Regions from separate parts of the Zea mays genome. Here region 1 is linked to region 2. Evidence: chromatin contacts called from public Hi-C data. All regions are on one chromosome and are shown on one strand. The core of a region is the stretch at or near the end of the contact, and the rest is flanking DNA. Distances in the headings are between cores, read along the strand shown. Region 1 holds the start of LOC100283704 (lysM domain containing protein). Region 2 holds the start of LOC100501739.

Region 1 (2,840 bases), core at 32-2,531, 230 kb after region 2:
ACTTCATAACTTATTTTCAGTTTAGCTTCTCTCTCCAATAACAGATCTCAAAGCAACCTCAATAATTGATGTGATAGGTGAACGTTCCCGTGATTGTAGACAGTTTTTTTTTTTTGCAACAACCATGCGGTTCAAACTTGAAATGGTAAGAAACATTTTGCATGAGACTATAAGGCTAAGCTCCCTTTTCGGTTGCTATTTCAAGTTGCATTACAGACTTCAGTTTGACGTCGCAATAGTTGAAGGCATGTATTCAGCAAAATTGCACTATTGTCCTAGCCTGACCTTGACCTTGACATGCATATCCTGATTGAACTTTCTATTGACTCTTAAATAACTAGTGGTTATCACTTCACACAAAAAAAATGCTTGATCAGAAACACACAACATGAGACACACTGGTAGCATGGTTATGTAGCATCATGCTGATGTACAGTACAATTTCAGTCTAGCTACCTGTCGTCACTCTCATATGAACCATTCTGCTGGTAAGACGACGGAGGGTGCCTCCCTGGGAGTGGAATCCGCAGTGTCTTGTGTGCAAACATCTGGAGATCAGTTGAGAGGCCGTTCAGCCTCTTAATGTCGGCTACCTACACAATCCGAGTACACCAACCATTCCAAAATCAGTTCACCAAAAATACAAAATAGAAAGGAGTTCCACGCAGAACAGCTACCAAGTTAAAGAATGGTGTTGTTGTATATACCATCTGATACTCCAACGTAATATTAAAACCAGAGACCCTACATAATACACAGCAGCACATCACTCCCGTCGCATTACCTCGACACCATACTTGATGGCGACGCCCGCTAGGGTGTCCAGCTTGCGCACCCGGTGTAGCATGTACTGCCCGCACGATGACATCGCCGCCGCCGGCGACGACGCCGACGGGGACGAGGACTGCGAGGGGGACTGTTCGACGGCTACGGTGGCCGCAGCGCCCACCTCCTCGATCTCGCCGAGGCCGCGGGCCCCGCCGTCCAAGGACCCATTGGTGCGCGGGAAGGCCGGGTCCTTGGGCAAATGGGGGCGGATCATGACATCCGGAAGCGCGGAGGGGGGAGATCTAAGCGCGGAGGGCGCAGATTCGGGGGCGGCGCCCCGTGGAATCGCCGTCGGTGCCGGCGGCTGGGGGTGCAGAATAGGAGATAGTGCGAGGAATCGACGAGGAGAGAGGAAGGGAAGGGTGGGAGGGGAGGGGAGGGGAGAGGGGAGCTCTCACAGGTTTGGTTCCTTTGACGCGGCTCGGGGAAGAAGGAAGAAGGGGACGCTAGAAACGTGGCGCACGGGAAGTACCATGCGCTTCGACGTTTTTAATTGCGTCGTCATAAATAAAATATTGAAAATGAATCTCGATTTCTATCTATTTGAAAAATGAAGGTTTTGCCCCATTGGTTTTGAAATGGTCTTTTTATCTTAAAGAAAACCACTGTACTACTAAACTGCACCGCAGCATTAGATAGTTTTTTTAAAAAAATAGTTATTATTTTGCATTTTTTGTTCTATTACGGTGAAGTTCCCCCTCTTTGTTCCAAACTACAAAAGTTTAGTGACTAAACTCACTTAGGACCTATTTGTTTCAGCTTATAGATTATATAATCTAGATTATAATCTAAATTATATAATCCAGATTATAATCTGGATATATTATAATCTATACGTAGTTGTTTGGTAGTTTAGATTATACAAATGTAGATTATTCACAAAGACAACAATACCCTTATTGTTTATTTGAGGTGAGAAAAGAAGGATGACATATATTGTGATTTCTATTTACATTACCATGGGTAGTGGGTCTTTTGCCAAAATAATCTCAAATAAGCTAGTCTTGAAAAGATTATGATAATCTGAAGTTTAGATTATATAATCTGAACTCATAATCTATGTGTTTGTTTAACTATTAGATTATTTGTGCTGGATTATATAATCTGGAGAGATTATAATCTGAAACAAACAGTGCCTTAGTCACTAAACTACAAATAGAGAGACTAAAGGCCTTCTAAAATTTAGTTCTTTAGTCACTAAAACAGTGAGTAAAGTAGCACTTTTACTGGATTTGCCCTTTCTTCACCCTCTCTCTCCTTACATTTTGCTTCTTGCCTTGAAGTAGGGGTAATACAGTCTTTGTGCATAGTAATTAATGATTTTAGTCACTTTTACGTGTGTACTTGAAATGAAACCACATTATGTCATATTGATCGATGTTCGTCAATATTAATAAAATAAAGCAAGTACTGGTCGCGCGGGCTAGCCCTACCACGCCAATCACCTAGCCGCTAATAAGGATTTAAATCTTGATTATTGGCTTCACATTCATATTCACCTAACCAATAACCACCTAACCAATAACCAATAGAACACACATTTTTGTCTTATTAAAATAAAGTCGACTTATATAGTAGAAACTGCAGCAATGCATGGCTGACTAGTAAAAATTTAAAATAGAGCGCTTGAGTAAGAAAAGGGCAATGTTAAACAAAACTTCTATATATTAATAGGATATTTGGTTTGAGCAATGCATGGCTGACTAGTAAAAATTTAAAATAGAGCGCTTGAGTAAGAAAAGGGCAATGTTAAACAAAACTTCTATATATTAATATGATATTTGGTTTGAGGAATGAACTAGTCCATCATCTTCTCACTTCTCACTATTTTTGTTTGGTTTATGGAATGAAATGAGTTTTCTCACTCCTCACTATTTTTGTTTGGTTTGTGGAATGGAATAAGTTGAACCATCACCACCTCATTCGTCATATTTAATTAGTTAGTACTAATATGAGGAATAGAGTCATCCCACCGAATTTAAGGAATGAACCTATGATGCACTAGCTCAATT
Region 2 (3,239 bases), core at 398-2,897:
ACTGGATTGCCGACGGGGCAATCGACTCGTCCTCCATTCCCACTCTCTCTCAGGTGCGAGCAAGGAGTACGAGCGCGAGCCCAGCCATACGACCTCGGCAGGACAACTCACAGCATCGTATCCAGCAACTCCAGGTTATTCCTTATCTATTCATCGTTCATTGATTATTATATATCTTCTCTTTGCATTATCGTAACATTAGGGCGAAATATTACAGACTCAGCTAGATGATGAGAGGAGGCAACGTGAGGAGCTGGAGAAGAGGATGGCGGAGATGTTCGCGTACATGCAGAGCCTTGGCGCCGCACAGGGTCATGCTCCAACACCTTCGTTGTTCCCTGCCTCTGACCCTGCTGAGTTCACTACTCCTGTGAGTATCAAAATTTTATTACTGCATGATATATATTCATATGTTCTCACACATACAATCTCTTCTCTGTGCAGGGTCAATCGGCGGCGTCGAACAACCCTCACGCTTCGTCCAGCCCTTCGCCGAACCAGTCCAGATGCCCACCTCGTTGATGATCTATTTTGTGATGATCCAGACTTATATTTGTGAGTGTTGGTGATGTTAGTTAGACTTGGTCTTGTGAGATACTTGGTGATGTCAGTGATGATCCAGACTTATATCTGTTTTGTGATGATCCTGACTTATACTTGTGAGACTTATATTAGTGAGACTTTGTGATATATATGGTGTTGATGATAAATGTGTTTATTCTGTGATGCGATTGATATATAATGTGATGTGAATGATATATATCTTTTGTTTGTTTGGATGGAACAGCAAAAACAAATAAAAAAGGGATATCCTGGTCACTTTGCCGAGTGTAACACTCGGCAAAGGGTCACTTTGCCGAGTGCTATGACCTTGGCACTCGGCAAAGAAGGAAACCTGGGAACCGGTAAAGCCATCTTTGCCGAGTGCTGACCATGGCACTCCGCAAAGAAGGAAACATGGGAACAGGTAAAGCCATCTTTGCCGAGTGCTGTTGCCAAGGCACTCGACAAAGTGACTGGCAAAGGGGCCCACTGGAGGACTCTTTGCCGAGTGCCAGTCCACTCGGCATAGAGACTGGCGGTGGGGCCTACTGGACCCGTCTTTGCCGAGTGCCTTGGCAACAGACACTCGGCAAAGGATTCGTCACCGTCACTTGGCGCCGTGACGGTGACTTTTCTTTGCCGAGTGTCAAATGGCAGTGCCCGACAAAAAGTACTCGGCAAAGAGGCTGTTGTCGATGTACAGTTCGCCGAGCGTTATTTGCCGAGTGTTACACTCGGCAAAGCCTTTGCCGAATGTAAAATAGCCTTTGTCGAGTGTCTGCAACACTCGGCAAAGGAACTGTGTCCGGTAGTGTACGAGCATATGTGTCAGATATATAAATATATGTACTGTATATAAGATAGAATAATGCACCTACAGTCACGTATTAATTACTAGTGGTGACACTCAAACATCACACAATCAAGCTGTTTTCGACCCATGGACGTTACAATCACAGTAGTTACTTTCGTTCTCGAGGCTTTCGGCTCACCAAATCAAAACGGCCTGTATGTATGTTGTTGCCATCAAGCAACCACCGGTATGGCGGCAGCACAGTACCACTCTCGCGCCTATATATTGCAGCACCCTCAGGAACTCTCTCCAAGAGCTCGCAGTCTCGCACATCGTAGTCTTCGCAGAGCGCACACACAAACCAAGGCCAAGCCGCTGCTACCACCTTTCTTTGCCCAGCCCACGCCCAACGCCATCCATGAGCGCCATGGACACCGCCGTGTCGCAAAACGCCACGGTTGCTGCGGCGGCGACGGCGGCCGGTGTCGGCAGCGCCGGGCTGGCGGGCCTGCTCCCGGAGGTGCAGACAGTGGAGCTGCTGGTGGCCGTGTCCATCTTCGTTGCCATCCACTCGCTGCGGCAGCGGCGCACACAGGGCTTGCCCACGTGGCCGCTCGTCGGCATGCTCCCGTCCCTGCTTCTCGGCCTCCGCAGCGACATGTACGAGTGGATCACCGGCGTGCTCAAGGCGCGCGGGGGCACGTTCACGTTCCGCGGGCCGTGGCTCACCAACCTCCACTGCGTTGTCACCGCCGACCCGCGCAACCTGGAGCACCTCCTCAAGACCAGGTTCGGGAGCTTCCCCAAGGGCCCCTACTTCCGCGAAAACATGCGGGACCTCCTCGGCGACGGCATCTTCGGCGCCGACGACGAGGTGTGGAGGAGGCAGCGCAAGGCGGCCAGCCTCGAGTTCCACTCCGCCGAGTTCCGCGCGCTCACCGCCAGCTCGCTCGTCGAGCTCGTCCACCGCCGGCTGCTCCCCGTGCTGGCCGGCGCGGAGGCCGCGGCCGGCGCCGTGGACCTCCAGGACGTGCTCCTCCGCCTCACGTTCGACAACGTCTGCATGATCGCCTTCGGCGTCGACCCGGGCTGCCTCCGCCCGGGCCTCCCCGAGATCCCGTTCGCCCGCGCGTTCGAGGACGCCACCGAGGCGACCACCGTCCGCTTCGTCACGCCGACCGCGCTGTGGCGCGCGATGCGCGCGCTCGGCGTCGGGCACGAGCGCGTGCTCCGGCGCTCCCTGGCCGGCGTCGACGAGTTCGCGTACGACGTGATCCGCAGGCGCAAGGAGGAGCTCGCCGACGCCGCGGCCGCGGCCGGGCGCAGGTCGGACCTGCTCACCGTGTTCACCAGGATGCGCGACGAGGACGGGCGCCCGTACACGGACAAGTTCCTCCGCGACATCTGCGTGAACTTCATCCTGGCCGGCCGCGACACCTCGTCTGTGGCGCTCGCGTGGTTCTTCTGGCTGCTCGGCAAGAACCCCGGCGTGGAGGCCAAGATCCTGGAGGAGGTGGAGGGGATCGTCGCGGCGCGGAAGGGGGCTGGGGAGGTCGTCGAGGAGGAGGAGGAGCTCGTGTTCAGGCCCGAGGAGGTGAAGCGGATGGAGTACCTCCACGCCGCGCTCTCCGAGGCGCTCCGCCTCTACCCGTCCGTCCCCGTCGACCACAAGGAGGTACGTGATGCATGCACCACACGCAAGGGCGCAAGGCACCCCACACCCAAACCATGCATGTCAGGCCCCAAGTGTGTGAGTAGATGGCTCTGTCTGCATGTGAAAGTTGCAAGATCTGCATGAATTGCATGATAATGTGATGCAATACACGCCACTACAGGTCGTGGAGGACGAGGTGTTCCCGGACGGGACGGTGCTGAAGAAGGGCACCAAGGTGATCTACGCCAT

Evidence for each region. A called contact is a pair of places that touch in the nucleus more often than the background predicts.
Region 1: a contact with region 2 is called in a Hi-C map of leaf, with 6 times the contacts expected there. The contact joins the promoter of LOC100283704 here to the promoter of LOC100501739 in region 2. A contact is called at or near these places in 2 of 25 Hi-C or Micro-C datasets (ear and leaf).

The regions. Positions count from the first base shown.
Region 1 is chr5:27,691,983-27,694,822 of Zm-B73-REFERENCE-NAM-5.0, forward strand. LOC100283704 (lysM domain containing protein) reads right to left here and starts at 1,282. Exons shown (of 3, transcript NM_001156603.2): 1 at 785-1,282; 2 at 457-593. The coding sequence starts at 1,042.
Region 2 is chr5:27,463,852-27,467,090 of Zm-B73-REFERENCE-NAM-5.0, forward strand. It overlaps LOC100501739, which reads left to right and starts at 1,648. Exons shown (of 2, transcript NM_001362820.1): 1 at 1,648-3,011; 2 at 3,172-3,239. The coding sequence starts at 1,755.